Regions from separate parts of the Ovis aries genome. Here regions 2 and 3 are each linked to region 1. The links are chromatin contacts, called in public Hi-C maps. All regions are on one chromosome and are shown on one strand. The core of a region is the stretch at or near the end of the contact, and the rest is flanking DNA. Distances in the headings are between cores, read along the strand shown.

Evidence for each region. A called contact is a pair of places that touch in the nucleus more often than the background predicts.
Region 2: a contact with region 1 is called in a Hi-C map of skin fibroblasts, with 4 times the contacts expected there. The contact joins the enhancer-like site here to the promoter of UGCG in region 1. A contact is called at or near these places in 3 of 16 Hi-C or Micro-C datasets (liver, skin fibroblasts and tail adipose tissue).
Region 3: a Hi-C map of tail adipose tissue shows a contact between it and region 1, with 4 times the contacts expected there. The contact joins the enhancer-like site here to the promoter of UGCG in region 1. A contact is called at or near these places in 3 of 16 Hi-C or Micro-C datasets (liver, omental adipose tissue and tail adipose tissue).

What each region holds. Positions count from the first base shown.
Region 1 is chr2:11,653,145-11,656,703 of ARS-UI_Ramb_v3.0, forward strand. UGCG (UDP-glucose ceramide glucosyltransferase) reads right to left here and starts at 2,038. Exons shown (of 9, transcript XM_004004013.5): 1 at 1,543-2,038. The coding sequence starts at 1,640.
Region 2 is chr2:11,446,302-11,449,860 of ARS-UI_Ramb_v3.0, forward strand. The region is part of intron 12 of SUSD1 (sushi domain containing 1); the gene reads left to right. Among named protein-coding and RNA genes, the nearest start is that of SUSD1, 100 kb to the left of the region's middle. Within about 2 kb of position 1,745, at least 7 of the 54 cell types and tissues checked have an H3K27ac peak or open chromatin away from gene starts, as enhancers often do.
Region 3 is chr2:11,465,782-11,469,340 of ARS-UI_Ramb_v3.0, forward strand. All of the region lies in intron 15 of SUSD1 (sushi domain containing 1), which reads left to right. Among named protein-coding and RNA genes, the nearest start is that of SUSD1, 120 kb to the left of the region's middle. Within about 2 kb of position 1,565, at least 8 of the 54 cell types and tissues checked have an H3K27ac peak or open chromatin away from gene starts, as enhancers often do. A contact at or near this core is called in tail adipose tissue, where this site is marked.

The DNA.
Region 1 (3,559 bases), core at 788-3,287:
ATACATGAATTTTAAAGCTGGTTACAGAAAAATCATGGTATGGTCCCTTCCTCGTTCCTTCCTGACCTCCCTCTCTTCCTTTCCCTCCCCCTATAGAAATATAATTGGAAGGATAGTACAAAAGGTTGACAGGCAATGGAGTTTTGGTGTGTGTGTTTAACTTTCCTCTTTCTTCTTCTCTGTAGTCTAATTCCCTATACAATAAGCCTGTTTTATTTCTATGATCAGATAAAGTAACAAAATTGCTTTTTAATAACTTATATATTTAAAATGAACTCCAGAATGTTCACTGCCTACAGCTCACAAACTCCAAAACCTAAAAACAGTATCCAAGAAGCATTTTTCCTTCATCTTCAAAGAAATACCATCATGCATTTACCATGTATCAGTAGCATCTTTCTCCACTACCAGGAAATGCTACACTACACTAATAAAATGCAGCATTTCTAAAAGGAAGAAGTACTTTTTCTGCAGTGAAAGGGAAAGAAAAACTGTTAAGTAATTTCTTAAAGTCTTCTCTCTACTAACATATACCCTATTCTAAATGGTGGTAAAGATAACTATGCACAATCTTTTTTTTTTTTTTTTTTCCAGCTAAAAGTCTAGTGAATCCAAGAGTAATGGGCTGTGTCAATTCTTTCATCTCCTTACAAAGACTTTTTCCATTTTAAAGACAGTCAAACAATTAAAATATCAAAAATAGTTACACACCCTATGTCATACTCATCCCATTACCCGATTTTATTTTATTTCATAGTCTTTATCACTATCTGAAATAACCTTATTCGGATTTTAATTATGTCTCTCCCTTCTGGAATGTAAGCTCTATGAGGACAGGAATTCTGTCGTGCTTGATACTGTGTCTTCAATGAATGGTATCTAATGAAAAGGTATGTGCCTGGGGGGCGGGGCGGACCCAATCTAAAGACAAAATATAAGGAATTGGGGGGTGGGGGGTAGCCACACTGAAATGTACAAGCTGACGTGACTTAAGGTTACACCACCAGTTCAGAGGTTTGGTGGACGTTTTTCAAGATGGACAGGTGCTTCACATCTATCTAAGGACAGAAAGCTTATCCAGGAAGAAGAAAATCCACAGGGAGGTCTCCAGGTGGCTGCGTGCAGCTCCCAGAAGAGTGGAAATGATCACCATCATAATAGAAACGTGGCCCAGGTCGAGAGAGGGAAAAAAACCTCACAATACACCATACATCTTGGCCCAGATGAAAAACCACACGAATCCATAGCACAATCAAACCAAGCAAGCAACCCTCCGCCCTACACATAAAAAGAGTACAGTCTCTTTCCGCTGGCTGTGAAGTCGCCTGCCGCCCAGCCACCCCCTCACTGGTCACTTCTCTCTTCCAATGAACCCCCCGGCCCAGCTGATCCAAGGCTAGAGAGACTGGGAGGGAGAGTCTGAAAATTGGCTGTCTCCACCCCCATCCGAGCCCAATCTCCTCCAAAGCGAAATTCCTCCTACCCTCGCCTGTCCCCGAGGCCTGGACCCCGCCGCGGGTCCTCCAGCTGCCCCTCACTCACGTGTAGATGATGGCCATGAAATGCATCAGCCACAGCACCAAGAAGAGGACGAACCCGAAGACGGCCATTCCCTCCAGGGCCAGGTCCAGCAGCGCCATCCCCCGGCCCGGCCCGATCCGGCCGCCGCAGCGGACAGCGCTCCCGCAGGAGGAGGACTGGGTGGGCGCCCGGCGCGGGGGCGCAGAAGAGGAGAGAAAGGTGGGGAGAGGAAGGGGCGGAGGGGGTGGGGGCGGAAGGGGCGGGCAGGGCCTGCGCGCCCCCGCCCGCGCGCTCTCCCTCGCGCGCTGGCCCGGGCGCGCTCGCGGGTGCCGGCGCTGCGGTGGCCGGGCTCAGTGGTCAGGTCGGCCGTGGCCCCGCGCTCCCGCTCGCCTCTCCACCTCTTCGCGGCCGCCTGCCGGACCCCGCGCGCCTGCGCCGCCGCCTTCCCGCAGCCTTGGCGCCGGGCTCCGGGCAGCGCAGCTCCGCGCCTTGCTCTGCCGTCGCAGCTCCGAGCACTAATCGAAACCGCCCGCTGGCGCCCCGACTCCCCGGCGCACCCCGCCCCGCCCCGGCCCTCCGAAACCGCGGTCCCGCCCTCCGAGGGGCGGTGCGCGCCGCTCCTCTCCGCCCACCCTGCCGCCCTCGCGCTGGTGGCGTCACTGTCGTGAGCGCGCCCCTGGGAGGGCTAGTCTGGGTGTTCCTCTCCAGCCGCCGGCCGCCGCCCACCTCTCGGCGACCGGCGAATGCGACCCGGGCAGCCGCCTCTGTCGGCGGAGCGCGACCCTGTGTCCAGCTCCGAGGACACTTTCCCTTTGTCCGGCTCTGGTGTGCCAGGGCGTCCTAGGAAAAGGCCCGGGGTTCCAGGCAGCCCCGAGTTGTCGCGCAGTGCAACTTCCAAAGCTGTGTCCGCAGTCTCTGCGCCGGGCATTGCCCGGAGCGGCCCAGACCTTCCAAGGCACGTTCCTGGGCGTCCGGATCTGTCCCATTGCCTTTCTCCCTTGCTACTTTCAATGCTGTCGAGCCTTGGATCACAACGTACCGAGAGTGAAGTCTTCTGCTTCACAGATCTCTAAGCACCTTAGAAGCAGCATGTATGTAACATACAAGAAATTCTCAAACTCTGGATGTAAAGGATTAGCTGATTCTGAAGTCCTCTAAGACTCCTGCCCAATATGATAGCCATAGGGGCTATTGCGCGCTTGAAATGTGGATAGCAGGAACTAAATGAGTTGTGTTACGAATGTAAGTCATACACCTAATATGAAGTGATACACTTGATGTCATTAATTTTATATTGATTTCAAATTTTAAGAATATTTTTGATACGAGTTAATTTATTAAAATTGTTTCGCTGCCTTTGCTGCTGTTTTTTAAATTCTGCTAGCTACTAGAAGATTTTAAGTTACCCAGGAGGATAGCACTCTAAAATGGAAAGATGTGGCATTTTGGATAGTAAGGTAACCTACTGTTTATCTTAATTTAAATCAGTCCAGGGAGATGTTTTAATCTAGTACTAAACGTTTCTCTTTCTTTAGCCTAGATGAGTTTATGTAGATTCTTCACTGTTTTATGTTTAGACAAGTGTTTATTATTTCAAATGATTTCCTTTTACATAATCCATGACTCCCTAGAGAGATTTCAGAATAGATTTCAATTTTGGAAAGAAGTTGTTTATCATTGTTATTTATATAGTTGATATTGATCGAATGAACTACCTCAATCTACAATTAAATGAGAAACTACAATCAGAAAGGGGCTTCCCAGGTGGCTCAGTTAGAAAGAATCCACTTGCATGCAGAACACAGGGGTTACCCTGTGTCAGAAAGATCTCCTGGAAAAGGAAATGGCAACCTACTCCAGTATTCTTACCTGGAAAACCTCATGGACAGAGGATTTTGGCAGGCTACAATCCATGGGATAGAAAAGATGTATACGACTTAGCGACTGAGTGTACGCACACCTTTAGAAGAGTTTGAATTAACGTCTATGTTGAGAACCAATCCTGGATTTGCTGTATCCTTTGTTTTACCTGGGTAAA
Region 2 (3,559 bases), core at 495-2,994, 210 kb before region 1:
CACTCCAGTATTCTTGGGCTTCCCTTGTGGCTCAGCTAGTAAAGAATCTGCCTGCAATGCAGGAGACCCCAGCTTGATCTCTGGGTTGGAAAGATCTGCTGGAGAAGAGATAGGCTGGCTACCCACTCCAGTATTCTTGGGCTTCCCTTGTGGCTCAGCTGGTAAAGAATCTGCCTGCAATGCAGGAGACCTGGGTTTGATCCCTGGGTTGGGAAGATTCCCTGGAGAAGGGAAAAGCTACCCACTCCAGTATTCTGGCCTGAAGAATTCCGTGGACTGTATAGTCCTTGGGGTGGCAAAGAGTTAGACACGACTGAGCGACTTTCACTTTCACAACAATATATAAAATAGATAGCAAATAAGGACCTATTGTAGAGCACAAAGAACTCTACTCAAGACTCTGTAACGACCTGTATGGAAAAAGAGCCTTTAAAAAGAGTGGATATATGTATATGTAAAACTCATTCACTTTGCTGTACACCCGAAACTAACAAAACATTGTAAATCAACTATATCCCAATAAAAAATTAATACAAAAAGAAAAACACTCACATAAGAACGTCATCCCCAGCTCAAAACTGTCGGATGAGTTTGCGTGAGTGTTGGAATAGAATCCATGTGCCTGACCACGGAACATGTAGTCTGGCCCTTGCCTGCCTCACTGACCTCATCTTCCTCTGCCCTCTCTCTTTCTCACTAAGCATCAGCTGCCTCCCTACCTTCCCTGCTATTTCTCAAATGAGTCAGACTTGTTTTTGCATCCAGACCTTTCCATCTGGTGCTTACTGATCCTTAGATACTCCCTCCACATGTCCTGGTTGTATAGTCGCTAAGTCATGTTTGATTCTTTTGCGACTGACTGCAGCCTTCAGGCCCCCTGACATGGGATGTCCCAAGCTAGAAAATACTGGAGGCCATTTCCTTCTCCAGGGTATCTTCCTGGCCCAGGGATCAAACCCGCACCTCCTGCATTGCAGGTAGTTTCTTTACACCTGAGCCACCAGGGAAGCCCTGTCAGTCAGGTTTCTGCTCAAATTCATCCTTTCAAAAATCACCTCCCCATCACCACCCCATCACTCTCTATCCATTTCCTCTGTTTGAATTTCTTCACAGAACTAATTTCAGAACTTGTATTTTGACTTTTACTTGTTTGTTTTCTTTTCCCCTACTAAAATAGGAGCCCTCTGATGGCAGAGATTTTTGTCTGTGTGTTCTGCCTTGAATCCCCAACACATAAGGATCGTGCTAGCCCACGTAAGGACAATGATAGCACAGCAAAGACATATTTTTGTAATGAACGCATATGAAGACTAATCTCAAAATGGCCAGCGGGTGGTGTTGGCATTGAGAAAATGCCTGGTTAGTTAATGAAAGCTTTAGACCAAAAAAGAATTCACCAGCTGGTGAGTTGGAAGGATATGTTCAATTTGGGCATTTCTTCCCATGGTGGTTTATCAAGATGAATAGCTGTTCAGTCTCCTACTCTTTGGTCCGTCTCCTGTTTGGACGTTTTGCGCTGCTGATTCACGTTAGCATTTCATATGTTTTGATTTGGGAGAGAGAGTTTCATCTTGATGAGTCTCATTTATACCTTGTTTTGTACATGAAACAGCCTGGTAGCTCACGCACTCTGTATCTGTGCTCATGGCCACCAGGGGACACTGTTGAGCTATTTGAAGTCATTGAGACCCTGCCTGTCTGTTTTCCCTATCTATCCCACTTTAAAGAATTTGCAATTTTAAAAAAAGTGTGAAAGTTCTAAGCAAACAAACAAGAGAAGAACAGACCCCAAGCCCTCCCTTTAATGAATAAGAGATGTGCTTCCTTGCCTAAGATGTGACTCTGTTTTAGTAAAACCGTAAACTTTTGAATTTTACCAGAAATGTGAGGCAAGGGGTTTGGACTTGGAATATGCAGCAGCTGGTTTCCCAGAAGAAAAGTGCATGGAATTTCCATTCTGAGTGTCTTACGTTAAGTTAAATCTTACTGATGGGAACAAGATGAAAGCATGCGCTTTAAATATATTGCTGACCTCAGGGGAGAATGAAAGTTTTGGAATGTTGAAGGACAGGGGCAAGTGTTGCAGTGAAAACAAAAGAGGGTGCTGGTGAGAAGGGTGATGAGACGGAGAGGAGATCACAGTGCTTCTGACTCATGGCCCACACGCTCCCGCAGGCAGCCTGTTGATGGGAATTCCTCAGAATAGCCCCACCATTCATTCACACACCCTTTAGGTCAAGGGGAAGAATGAACGTTTATCCTTGATGTGGACCCAAAAGGTCAGAAGAGCTGTCATACACAGGTCATGCTGTTTTCTCTTGTTGTTGTTCAGTTGCTCAGTCATGTTCAACTCTTTGCGACCTCATAGAGGTCACATGCCAGGCTCCTGTGTCCTCTGCTCCCGAAATTTGCTCAGATTCATGTCCACTGAGTCAGTGAGGCTATTTAACCATTTCACCTTCTGCCATCCGCTTCTTCTGCCTCCAATCTTTCCCAGCATCAGCATCTTTTCCAATGAGTTGGCTCTTCACATCAGGTGGCCAAAGTATTGGAGCTTCAGTTTCAGTCCTTCCAATGAATATTCAGGGTTGATTTCCTTTAGAATTGACTGGTTTGATCTCCTTGCAATCCAAGGGAGTCTCAAGAGTCTTCTCCAACACCACAGTTCAAAAGCATCAATTCTTCAGCGATCAGCTTTCTTTATGGTCCAACTCTCATATCTGTACATGACTATTGGAAAGACCGTAGCTTTGACTATACGGACCTTCATTGGCAAAGTGATATCTCTGCTTTTTAATATGTATCTAGGTTTGCCAAGTCAAAAAGCTTATAGGCAAAATTATCTTCTTAGAGATCGGAGAGAACCAGGGTGGGAGAGGTGGAGGGAGGGGGGGAACAGAGGAGGAAAGAGAGAGAGAAAGCCAGTACCTGCAGGTAGATAAACCACTTACTCGACACAACGCGGTGATCATCTGTGGTTGAATGGCCATCATGGAACCAAGAGTGCTGGAAGAGAAAAAGGAGACAAATATGTGAAAGAAATCACTTCTTCCTGAGTCTGTCCTCAGTGCCCAGACTGGCAACGTACACGAGAACTTCCCCATCTCTGTATTTGTAATAAGGAAAAGAGAATGCACCTTTTCAGATGTTCAGGAGAGCCACTGAAAACACAGGTGTGTCCCAAGCGTTATTGGACTATCCCTTTCGCCGAGAGGTCCAGTCAGGATAGCTCTGATTCCCGCTCCAGGACTAGGGACCACTGCCCGCACCTCTGACCCCTCATCTCTTACTGTTGTGTCCTTAGGAAAGGACCAGGCGGGACCAGGTGTCTTGAGTTCTGCTGGCCTGGGCTTCTCTTCCACAGACCATCTAAGGGCTGTGAAGTCCTGTGTCCGCAGTGAGGGCTTCATCTCCGCAGGCTGGATGTGGGGCACCACCCTGGCTCCTGCTGGCCTTCACCCCAACTGTTCCCCTCTTTGTCCAGGCTTTCTCAGAGTCTTTCATGGACACAGATTCCTTGATGTCTGAGGTCCTTATGTTAGGTCAGCCCAGGATGAAG
Region 3 (3,559 bases), core at 315-2,814, 190 kb before region 1:
GCCTGGAGAATCCCATGGACGGAGGAGCCTGGGGGGCTACAGCCACGGGGTCGCAAAGATTCAGACACGACTGAGCGACTTCACTCACTAAGGTGTTTAGTGTGATTTGATTCATGTATGTACTGCAGAATGATTACCGCCATGAGGTTAATTACTATCTCCATCACCTTATGTAATCACCTTATAATATGTAATTTATACATCTATAAAATCTGTGCATATATGAATATTTAAGATCTACTCTCCTAGCAGCTTCCAAGTGTATACAATACAGTACTGTTGACTATAGTCACCATGCTATACACTAGATCCCCAGACCTTACCCATCTTACATCTGGAAGTTTATACCCTTTGATCAATATCTCATTTCCCCTACCCCCCAGCCCCTGACAACCACCACTCTGTTTCTGTGACTTCAGCTTTCTAAGATTCCATGTGTCATTGAGATCATACCGCGTTTGTCTTTCTCTGTCTGATTTAACTTCACTTAGCATCACAAGTGAGGGCCTATCTTAACAAAGATGTGCGCTGGTACATTTCTGCTTTCCGGTTAGCTAAGCCCCCTTTCTTGGAATTGAATGATGGCCACAAGGAACAATCACACATTCCAACATTTGGAAATTTTTCTACCAATCCATTCCCCAAAGCTTAAAGGGCGGGAAGGAGCTCCTACTAGGGAAAGAGGTGCTTCTATCCGAAAAATGGAGGCATACAAGCATTGTGGCTAGGCCCTTCAGAAACAGTAGCTTCCAGAATCTACTACTTTCCACAGCTGTTTGGTGTAAGTAACAAACTCACACTAGATAGAAGATATGGCCGAAGAGCTGGCCATGGTCATTTTACCAAGATTAACAGGAAAGATTTTGCTTTGGAAATATCTAAGTGGTTTTTGGCAGTACCCTTTCCCCCTTATATTGAAAGAGAGTTTGAACCTTTAAATACAAGCTACTAGAAAGCTCTGAGATAATAGAAAACCCACTGTGGTGTTGAAATTCTGAAGGGGACGCTCGCACAGATATATCTATGTACAGGGTTTACTTGGGTGGCCACTCACCTGGCAGTCTCCTTTTGCAGAAGTTTTGGAGACTGCCTTTTCAGAAAGTAATCTGGAGAAAACTAGGATCCAAATTAGTCCTGAGATTGTTTCGGTTCACTCGTGCCAACCAACAGCCCCATTCTTGCTTTTGCCCGCTGATGAATTATGCTATGTCACCTTTCATACATTTTCCTAAGAGGGCTTAGTGATGACGACCAGGGAGCCAGCAGTGGGTTTCATGGGAAACTCATCAAGGGAGCTGAGGCCTGAGCTCCCTTGCCCGAGCCCTGCTCATAATCAGTCGAGTATCTTGTAAATTGTATTTAACTTGGCTGGTTCTTCATTTCCTTCCTCCAAGATCCCTGCGATCCTTTCCAGCCACAAAGGACTTGAGCCTGTGTTTTCTTGAGTCATAGCACAAGATCATCTGATACGTGAGATGATGAGAAAGTGTAATTCTCATCAGGGAACATTCTTTAGTCACAGGCATGAAACCTCTGAGTCATTTATGACCCCTCCTCTTTCTCTTTTAGCCCACATTTTGCACTTGGGCAGGCCTCTCTGTCATTTCTGTGTTCACTCCCTGAGCAGAGGCCTTTGGACGACTGGCCAAGCCTATTTCTTATTTCCCACAAGAGTGTTCAGGGGTTCCCTCTTCCCTCCAGCCTACTCTGCCGCCCGACATGTTAATAAGGTGCAGTACTGATTTTCTGATTTCCCCTGGTGGTCCCTCCAGAGTTCTCCACTACTACTTTTTAAAAAAAATTACTCTGGGGGGAATTTATGTACATATCTTTTGGCTGCGCTGCGTCTTTGTTGCTGCACACAGCCTTTCTATGGTTGCAGTGAGTAGGGGCTACTCTTTCTTACAGTGCACAGGCTTCTCATTGAGGTGATTTGTCTTGTGGAGTGCCAGCTCAGTAGCTGTGGTGCACAGTTTAGCTGCTCTGCGGTATGGGGGATCTTCCTGCACCAGGCATTGAACCCGAGTCTCCCGCGTTGGCAGGCAGATTCTTAACCACTGGCCGCCAGGGAAGTCCTACCAGTACTTCTTAGTCTGGTGTCCAAGGCCTCAGTTCTGATTGCATCTCCATTCTTCTCCATTTAAACCAATGTGCCCATACTTCTCTGCCTGTGTCCCTTCTTTTCTCTCTTGAATGTCTTTGCTCATATGATTCTGTGCTTACTTTCACCTGGATCACCCTATAATCTTCCTGCAATTTCTGTTTATTACAGTCCCTCCTGTTCTTCAAGATTAAAATCAAATGCCATTTTCTCCTTGACACTTTATAGATTTCCTCAACAGGGCAGGATCTCTCTTCCCTCCCTCTCTTTAGCCATTCTACTGTACTTTCAAGCCACTGGTGCACTTGTCTTTTCTCACTAGATTTCATACCCTTGAGGGATAGCATTTGAAGAGCGAGAACTGTGCCTGGTAAGCAGTAGGTATTTAACCAAACTTTATTGGATTGGGTTGAATGATTACTGGGGAACTAGTAGTACAGTCTGATGAAAAATGAAGCATAGCAGGTGCAACACTACCAAATAAGCCAGAGAAGATTGACATCCAGATATAAGCCTAGTGGGTATGTATATGTATGAATATGCTGTGCATCTGTATGTATACATACATACATACACACTCATTTTGAACCTTCATAATTGTAGTAGGTAGTATTCTCCTAATAATACAGCCTCACAAATTGCTGGTCCCTGGGGTACACCCACCTGCTCTTACTTATTTGTAGAGTATTCTAGTTGTTGCTGTGATAGTATTTAAAGATGTAACTGGAGTCCCAAATAGGGAGATTATCCGGGTGGACTTGATCTTATCATGTGAGCCCTTTAAATCTGTGTCTAGAAGTCAGAGGGAGAAGGCAATGGCACCCCACCCCAGTACTCTTGCCTGGAAAATCCCGTGGATGGAGGAGCCTGGTGGGCTGCAATCCATGGGGTTTCGAAGAGTCAGAAATGACTGAGCGACTTCACTTTCACTTTTCACTTTCATGCATTGGAGAAGGAAATGGCAACCCACTCCAGTGTTCTTGCCTGGAGAATCCCAGGGATGGGCTCGCACAGATTCGGACACGACTGAAATGACTTAGCAGCAGAAGTCAGAGACAGGGGAATTTGGAGGTTCCAAGGGAGAGATGCATTTGATATAATGATTTCTCCTACTGGCTTTGAAGATGGGGAGGACCACATGGCAAGGATGCTGGCAGCCTGTAGGAGCTGAGCAGCCCTTGGCTGACAGCCAGTAATAATATGGGGACCTCAGGCCTACAACTGCAGGGAACTGAATTTAGCCCACAGGTTGCATGAGCTTGGAAGTCGATTCTTCTCCAGAGACTTCAGAGGGAAATGCAGACCTCCTGCCATCCTTATTTCAGCCCTGTAAGACCCTGAGCTGAGAACCCAGTCAGTGTGCCTGAACTTCTGACCCACAAAACTGTGAACTGATAAATGGGTACTACTGCTCAGTCTATGGTAACTTGTTAAGCTGCAAGAGAGGATGAATTCAAT